Regions from separate parts of the Mus musculus genome. Here region 1 is linked to region 2. A link is a contact called in public promoter capture Hi-C data. All regions are on one chromosome and are shown on one strand. The core of a region is the stretch at or near the end of the contact, and the rest is flanking DNA. Distances in the headings are between cores, read along the strand shown. Region 1 holds the start of Cstf3 (cleavage stimulation factor, 3' pre-RNA, subunit 3). Region 2 holds the start of 4930547E08Rik (RIKEN cDNA 4930547E08 gene).

Region 1 (4,569 bases), core at 1,184-3,683, 780 kb after region 2:
GTCTGGCAAGATCATCTGTGATCTAACAGATATAATGGTATGCCTCCAGACCCATTATTCTACAAGTGGAGTCAAGAGAATAAGGAGTTCAAGCTACATGAGACTCTTGTCTCAAATACAAATGCAAAGGACCAGCAAGGACTTAGTGGGTAATGATGACAGCCATCAAGCCTGACGACCTGAGTTTCATCCTAGAGGCATTTACATTGAAAGGAGAGATCAGATTCCCATAGGTTGGCTGAACACACAAAAACAAATAATAAATGTAAAAAGAAAATTAAAATAGACAAAACCTGATGGGTGGTGGAGGCACATGCCTTTAGTCCCAGCACTCATGAAGCAGAGGCAAATAAATAGATCTCAGTGAGCTTGAGGCCAGCATGGACTACATAGGTTGAACTCTGTCTCAAAACAAAAACAAAACAACAACAAGAAAAAAAAAATCAAAAACCGAAACAACAAAAAGACAACACCCCCAACATGTAACATAAAACCTAGAGATAGCATAAACCAGCCTGCCTCCATTTTAGACTTGAAAGCCATCTTATAATAAAGACAAGCCATTCCTGTTTAAGATTGGATCTTTGTTTCTCACGGATTGGGCTATGCCTCACCTATTATTTTAACTACTAATGGTTTTATATGGCCTATTCCAGGAAATGGCAACCGCACCTTTGTTTCAGGGGGTAGTTCTGATCACCTGGCAACCGCACCTTTGTTTCAGGGGTTAGTTCTGATCACCTGGCAACCGCACCTTTGTTTCAGAAGTGTATTGTGCTCACCTGCTGTTATGATCACCTTCTTTTGACCACCTTGTTATTATCACCTGGCAGCCATGACTTTGTTTCAGGTTATGACCAGCTTGTTATGTTCTGCTTCGTAGCCTCTCTTATTTGCCTGCAAAATCTTCCATTTGACAACTCTCTACTCTTGAACTATAAACACCTGTATCTTCCCCACATCCAAGGCTGATCTCTTGGACCCAGACCTTAGAGACAGCCTGTGTGCATGAAAAAAAAAAAAAAAAAAAAAAGTCTTGCTTTAATTAACTTGATCATGATTTGGGTTGGTGGTCTTTCTCCTTGCATCTGTGACATTAACAATAACCTCTTTAAATGTTTTGATGAATACACGCACGCATAGGCGTGCACACACACATGCACACATATATACACATAAGCTATTTTATATTTCTGGCTTAATTTTGTGGCTATTTTTAGATTTATATATTTATCTTGTGAGTGCCTGTGTGTTTGTAAGTGCAGGAGTTTGCAAGCCATAGTGCATGTGTGGAGGTCAAGGAATAACTTCCTGGAGTCGGTTCTATCCTGTCAACTCATTGGATGCCAGGATCAAACTCAAGTTTTTTGGCCATCACGGCAAGCACCTCCACTCTTTGAACCATCCTGGCTCATTGTGGATATTTTTCTAAGTCAGTCACATCAGCAACAGTTTAAAAGAGTAACGCCCCATTGAGGGAGACTTCTGAAATATTCAGACTCCATTATCAAATGTTGCAGTGACTCAATATATGTACATTTGATTCATGCATCTATTTGCTTAAAAAGATATATGCATCTCATTGTATGGCCCTCGTCCGTGGGCTCTACACACCAGGCTGCCCTCAGAGATCCATCCAGCCTCTGTCTCCCGAGTACTGTGATTAAAGACTTGTGCCACCACCGCTCAATAACCTCCTGGTTACTCGTAAGCCAAATAAGAGCTTTTACCTTTTAAGTTAAATCTTAGCTGCTGTTGCTATTCCTATCTTTAGGCAAGGAAACAGAGACGCAGATAATGCAAATTGCCCAGTCTACTCCTCTATAGTAGGTGAGAAGTCTGGATGCAAAGCAACATTCCTTCGCCACTATCAACGCAATTTTGCAGATAAGAGATCGTGGTGAGACGCTAAACTAAAATCCCCGGTCTAATAGTGAACGGTGACAGCAAAAGTAAAAAAAAAAAAACAAAAAACAAAAAAACAAAAAAACAAAAAAACAAAAAACAGACTTGATGTGTTCCTCTCCTCCCCAAGAAAAGAAAACGTACAGAACGCGTTAGTAGACTCCTTATTCCCGAAACACGAGAGGTATTCACTAACTCTCAACGCTATTCCCTAAAATGGTCAGTTTGCCTGTACAGAGCGGATTGGCAGTCAGGCTTCAGCAGGGAGGAGCTCGGCTCTGCAACTCAGTCGTGAAATTCCAAGAAGCGCGGGAGCTCCCAGGCCAATCGGGTGGATCTTTCCGGCCGGCCTCGGAAATCTGGACAGCGGCGTCATCAGTTCCGGGCGTGACGTTAGCTCACGCACTGAGCCCGCCCTCTGGGAGCGCTCTGCGCTTGTGCACCTCCAATAATCCGGGAGTTAAGCCTCAGCCCCGCCCACTGTCCCGGAAGTGAATACGGAAGCGCCTCACACCCCCTCTGCCGGCTGGGGCGCAGCCATTTTAATTCAAATCTGAGTGGGCGGCGGCGGCGGCGGCGGCGGCAGCGGATTTGGCGGCGGCTTTGGCTCTGAGGGACAGGGGTAGTGTTCCTGGTTTTGGTGGGGTTTGCCTTTAGTTTAATTTTCCTTTTCTAGCTTCCCTTTGCCGGCTGGTGCGTACGTTGTAGTCCCCCGAGGCCATGTCAGGAGACGCAGCCGCGGAGCAGGTGAGGAACGGGAGCGGTGGGGCCTCGTGGCGACCTCTTCTCTCTCTAGCCCTGTGGGTGCGAGCACCCCGTTCGCGTGAGCAAGGGCCCTGAAGAGCTAGTGAGCCCGGGGATCGGGAGCGCATCCCCCGAAGTCTCCCAGGTTTGGGCTTCTCTGTGGCGTTCGTACGAATAAGTATGGGACTTAGACAATGGCAGAGACGTCGCTTCGCCCTGGCCATTGCAGTTTCTTCGGTCGGGACGGTGTATTTCATACCACTTTAGTGTTCCGGTAGTCCCAGATTGTTCTAACGTGTATCTGCGCTGGCAGTGTTTTCCTCGTCTGCCCCCCAGTCCTCTGTCCCCAGAAATAACGAAATCAGTCTGGAAAATTCGGCCCCCGAGAGAGCGAAGGTAAAAAGAGCCACGGCTCTTCCGAGCTTTGGGGGAATTTTGTGGATTCGCTTTCTTCCCCTCTCGTTTAGGAACACTTTATTTTTGCTTTTACGACCACGCAAACATTGCAGAATTTGGTAAACTGAAAACTCGAAATGTGCTTTAGTCACTGTAGGCACCATCTGTTTGGATGGTTAGATATGAATGATACATAAGTATTTTACAAATGGGACTTTTAGATAGGAGATCTCACCCTTTTGCTGTTTGGCTGTTTGTTTGTTTTGGATAGGTTTTCACAGTGTAGCCCTGACTAGGCAGGACCTTCTGACAGGATTGCTTCCTTGGCCTCCAGGCGTCCATCTCCATGTTTGGTTCTTTTGCTCTTTTATATCCTAAATTTTGTAGGCTAGTGTTTGGCTTTTACTGTAAAAAACAAAACTGAGTTTTTGAAAGGTGTGTGTTTTGATCTTGATCCACGTATATTTAGTTTTAAAAGAAAACAAAGTCCTAAATTTCTTATTGCTATAGCAATGAAATACGCTTGTATTTTTATTTCTTTTCTTTTTCCCAAATCCCCAGCTAATAAAATAGAAATTATTGGAGGTTGACAGATGAGGTAAAATAGGACTGTATGTTAATGAAGTGTAGGCAAATTAGAACTTAATTACTTTGGTGACTGAAACGCTTGAGGACCAATTTAATTCCAAGTCTTGGCAGTGCTTTTGCATTTTATCTAAAGTCAGGGTGCCCACGAATGCAGTGTCTTTGAACTATTTTTCTAAAACTGTTTATTTTACTCTACTCTTACCGGGCTGGCATTTTTATTTTCTGAAAGTGAAGGAGTGGTGTTGAGGTTTCATTGGATGTGTCTGAAATTCACTGTTTTATATAAATTTGTAAAGACAAAAATTTGCCATGCTTTTGTTTTAGAACTATGCGGGTTTTAGTTTTTGTTGTGGGTCATCCTGCTCCACCCCAGCTAGAGGTTGAACCCCGGGCCTTATGCATGCAGGGAAGCAATCAACCACTGAGTTAAAAGCCTTAGTAACACAGTGTGTGATGTTTTCTATGAGAACTGTGATGAGACTTTATAAACCTCCATTCTCCAAACCCCTTTTATTTTGACAGTTGCCCCTATGTAGGCCTGGCTGGCATGGAACTTGCTACATAGACCAGTCTGGCTTTGAACCTCTGCCTTGCTGAGTGCTAGGAGTAAAGATGGTACATGCACATCTAGCCTTTTTTTTTTCTTTTTTAATCTAGGAGTACTGTGCAACTCAGGCAGGTCTTGAACTCATTGCAATCTTTCAGCTTCAGCATCTGTAACAGGCATTCCTCCTTTGAATTTTATTGTGCAGTTTACAACAAAAGTTGAAGGGAAAACTCATGAACACTCATTATAATTTTCACCAAATCCAGCAGGGTTACAGGTTTTGTCTGTCTGTCTGTCTGTCTCTCTCTCTCTCTCTCTCTCTCAGGGTTACAGGTTTTGTCTCTCTCTCTCTCTCACACACACACACACACACACACACACACGAGTGT
Region 2 (4,565 bases), core at 91-2,590:
AGCCATCTCTTGAGGCTCCCCAGTTTTTGAAACCTGCATTCAAGGAGGTTGATATGCAGCCTCGCACAGATCTAGAACCTTCACTTTCCTTTTCCTTTGCAGCACGCAGAAACAAGCCCATGTTTTGGGGATGGATGGGGAGTTTGTTTGTTTGTTTTGTTGTTGTTGTTGTTGTTTGGTTTTTAGTCTCTGACCATGGGCATTTTGTGCTATCAACATCTAACATGACAGGATTTTATTAACTTCCAAAACTTGAGGGTTTTATCTTTCCCAGACTATAAGTCTAGAAATATACCAAGGCAACCATAGGGCAAGTTTAACAACCAGCTCTCAGGAGGAAAGGGTTATGTGAGTGTGAGGTTGTAAACACATATTAGCTCTTCTTCCTGCTCCCTGTTGAACTGCCGAGGGTCCAGAGAGATTCTTTTTTTTGTTTGTTTGTTTGGTTTGTTTTTGTTTGTTTTTGAGACAGGGTTTCACTGTATAGCCCTGGCTGTCCTGGAACTCACATTTGTAGACCAGGCTGGCCTCGAACTGAGAAATCCGCCTGCCTCTGCCTCTCAAGTGCTGGGATTAAAGGCATGGGCCACCACCGCAGGGCCAGAGTGCTATTGGGTCCTTTGCTTGTTTGGTTGGTTTGTTGGTTGGCTGACTTTGGCTTTTTGAGACAGAGTTTCTCTGTGTAACTTTGGTTGTCCCAGAACTCATTTTATAGACAAAGCTGGCCTCAAAATCACAGAGATCTACCTGCCTTTGACTCCTAAGTGCTAAGTGCTGGGATCAAAGGCATGCACCACCACTGCCCAGGTCTGATACTGGGTCTTTGATATTTGTATTTTCACAGAACCCTAAGACCTTTGTGATTCTCTGAGTCCCTCTCCTCTGGCAGCGTGTGATCCTTTGAATTAATTTGATAATCTTTTTGTCTGGGTGTTTACGTGAATCCTTCACTATATCCTCTATCAGAGTTCAAAATGTTTACCTGATTTTCAGTGAACCATTTTTGGCAAATTAATTGAATCCCAGAGAGAATACTAGGGATCCCAATTTGTAGATGAAGTATAGGAGTGTAGGTCATTTTTAAGCTCTACCTGCCTTTAGCTCCGGGAAGTGACCGCACAACCAGCCCAGTACCAGCTTCCCTTGAATCCGCAGATAAAACACACACACAGTACTTCCTTTTCAACTTGCCTTCTTGGCACAATTACTAAACTCCCCAGACCAACAGCCTGTAGGAGTGGTCTGTGTAGCCACTCCACTTTGAGATCTCACGTGGTTGCCCGATTCTCTTCTTTCCAAAGCTTGTTGAACTTTGTTCTCCTCCCTTATGACTGGTCTGTCTTCTGGGACCGGAAATCCCACCTCTCTTTTCCGCCCAGCAATTGGCCCATGGATTTCCTTACTGACAGATCAAGAACCAATTGGAACTTGGGAGGCAGAGGCAGGAGGATTTCTGAGGCCAGCCTGGTTTACAAAGTGAGTTCCAGGACAGCCAGAGCTATACAGAGAAACCCTGTCTCGAAACAAACAAGCAAACAAACAAACAACAACAAAAATGAACCAATTGGAGACCAGGCCCTTAGCATCGGCCCCGCCCCCTACACAACAAGTTGGTGTTTGTGTTACAGAGTATGTGGATTGACAAGATGATGAGTCTTGGGTGCTTTGGTTCTGGGCTTCTTTTCTTTTTAAGGGCTTTCTGAGGACATATTGGCAGACATCATTTTTTTTTTCCTTCAAGGCATGGTTTTTCTGTGATCCTGGATGTCTTAGAACTCTGTAGACCAGGATGGACCAGGCGGGTTTTGAACGCAGAGATCATCTCGTCTATCTCTGCCTCCTGGGTGCTGGAATTAAAGGCAAGCACCACCACACCCAGGTAAGGACATCATCCCTTTTAGAGGGAATGAAATGTTTTTGGATTCTACTAGCTCTTCTGGGCCCTAACTGCTGAGGCACAGTAACACCTGTCACTCAGAGAATATATTTCTCCTTTTATCCCCAATAAACCAATTAAGAACACTGAGGTTGGCATCTGTAACACATTCCTGAATAGATTTGCACTTCCTCTCTCCAGTTCTGGTTAGTCTCTAACAAGAACTCCTCTTACTCAACAGCAGGTACACTATGATGTGGACCAAGATGCCTTGCTTCATGGGAAAGTTTTTTGTTGTCCCTACCACAGATTCCAACTACACAACCCTTCCACTCTTCACCAGAGTACCGGCAGCTACTTCTGTGACCATGCACTTCTCAGAAAGTATGAAATCTGTGTTCACCATCCACTTCATTGGGTCTCTGACAGCCAGTGGCAGGGAAGGAGATACGCAGCTCCGTCTTGACTCAGGTGAGGGCCTAGGTGGCGCCACAAAAAAAAAAAAAAAAAAAAAAAAAAAAAAAAAAGCCATCAGGTCTTCCTTAATGACTAATGAGCCATTCTCCAACAGGGAATATTTACTTTTTGGTTTTCGTGTTTTTGTTTTTTTATGTGTGTAACTGCCTGTGTTCTGTGTGCTTGCCTGGTGCCTGTAGCATCCAGAGGAAGATCCTCTGGACCTGGAATTACAGTAGGTGGTGGGAACTAGTATATGGATTTTGGGAATCAAACCTAGATCCTCTGGAAGAGCAGCAAACTCTCTTAACTGCAGAGCCACCTCTACATTTTATGGTACTGAGGCAGTCCTGGTACTGGGGCTCTAAGCCTGCCAGACAAGTTCTCAACTAGTGAACCATGACCTCTAGCCCTTTTGATTTTGAAAGGAAAAAAAAAAAAAAAAAAAAAGAGGGCTCTCTAAATTATTCAGATTGACCTTGAAACTTAAGATCATTTTGCCTCAGCCCTATAAGTAGCTGGGATTACAGGGCTGTGCCACCAGGCCTGACAAGTTTTGAGTGTTTATTAACTTGGTTTTAAATGTAGTTTATTGATAAGCACCCATACTTAATGCATTGATTTCTATGTAGTTTTAAATATACCTTATTGATAATACATAATGACTGTTTCCACAACCATCAGATAGCCTGAAAATTTATCAGTCAACTAGTAAGCTGGTGTACACCATACCAACTGCCTTCTCCAACATACCACTGGACACAAATCAAATATTTATTCAAAATAAACCCCAAAGAAGTGTATTTAAAACTAGTTCTTTGACCTGGGGCTATAGTTCAATGATAGCATGCTTTCCCAGTTCAACTCCCGAGTACCACTGAAACAAGAAAACAATTCTTTGGTAAATATGTAATTTATTAAAGATAAAAAGAAAATTTGCATAATGAGAGTGATGTTTCTGCCTATTTTTACATAATGATTAAATTTTAAATTAATGTTTGATGCCTCAGGGAGTAGATTTTCTTCAATGCTTTTGAGAACTGATCCATATTGTGTGTGTGTGTGTGTGTGTGTGTGTGTGTATGTATGTATGTTTTTTAAAGATTTGCTTATTTATTTAATGTATGTGAGTACAGTATTGCTCTCTTCAGACACACCAGAAGAGGTGTGTAATCACATCCTATTACAGATGGTTGTGAGCCACCATGTGGTTGCTGGATGTCCTGGAACTAACTGTGTAGACCAGGCTGGCCTCAAACTCAGAGATCTGCCTGTTTCTGCCTCCCGAGTGCTAGGATTAAAGGCTGTCACTATTTTATAGGTGTCAGTTCTGAGGCCACCAGTCTACATAAATCCATACTAGAGAGTGGCAGGGGGCTGGTGAGATGGCTCAGTGGGTAAGAGCACTCGACTGCTCTTCTGAAGGTCCGGAGTTCAAATCCCAGTGCCCACATGATGGCTCACAACCATCTGTACCGAGATCTGACTCCCTCTTCTGGTGTGTCTGAAGACAGCTATAGTATACTTACATATAATAAATAAATAAATCTTAAAAGAGAGAGAGAGAGAGAGAGAGAGAGAGAGAGAGAGGGAGGCAGGAATGCATTTATGACACTCAAGCCAGCAACTCACACAGTCTTTAAAATAAACAGCTCTAGCAGTACAACCCACAGGTATACCAATTTGATACTGAGGAATGCTGTTAGGAAAATATTAGAAACTTTTGTTTGGGGGCTGGAGATGGCTCATCAGTTTAAAGTGCATGCTCCTGCAGAACCCAGGTTCAGTTCTCAGTACTCATGTTGTGGTTCACAGCCATCATAACTTCAGTTTCAGAGAACCCAAGGTTTTCATCTGATATCCACAGGCACAAAGCACACACATAGTACATAGATGTATTATGCAAGAAAAAATTCATATATACAAAGTAAAATGGGTAAATTTAATTTTAAAAATTAAACCTTTGATTTCTATAATAAAACCAATTTGTTACTATAAGAGAACCTGTGTGCACCATAAAAATATTACAATTCACAACATACAGCAGTTTCAAGTCTGAGCCGAGTGTGTCAGGCAGCCATCGTGGTGCTGGAGTGCTGGATGGCCTGTCGTGTGTTCAGAACCAAGGCTGAAGCGAAGCTGTGTTGCCGGTGAATGAGGCCACAAACCACCTCAAGCTCATTTGGTGTTTGATTCTCTGAACATTCTTGTTTATTATTGTAGGGCGTGCACA

The links. Promoter capture Hi-C pulls out the DNA fragments that hold promoters and counts their contacts.
Region 1: a promoter capture Hi-C map of liver shows a contact between it and region 2, with 2.7 times the contacts expected there. The contact joins the promoter of Cstf3 here to the promoter of 4930547E08Rik in region 2. A contact is called at or near these places in 3 of 39 promoter capture datasets (hippocampal neurons, liver and pre-B cells) and 3 of 115 datasets of contacts at active chromatin or transcription factors (all in embryonic stem cells).

Annotation. Positions count from the first base shown.
Region 1 is chr2:104,588,051-104,592,619 of GRCm38.p6, forward strand. It overlaps Cstf3 (cleavage stimulation factor, 3' pre-RNA, subunit 3), which reads left to right and starts at 2,434. Exons shown (of 21, transcript NM_145529.3): 1 at 2,434-2,652. The coding sequence starts at 2,626.
Region 2 is chr2:103,809,282-103,813,846 of GRCm38.p6, forward strand. It overlaps 4930547E08Rik (RIKEN cDNA 4930547E08 gene), which reads right to left and starts at 1,341. Exons shown (of 4, transcript NR_040514.1): 1 at 1,192-1,341.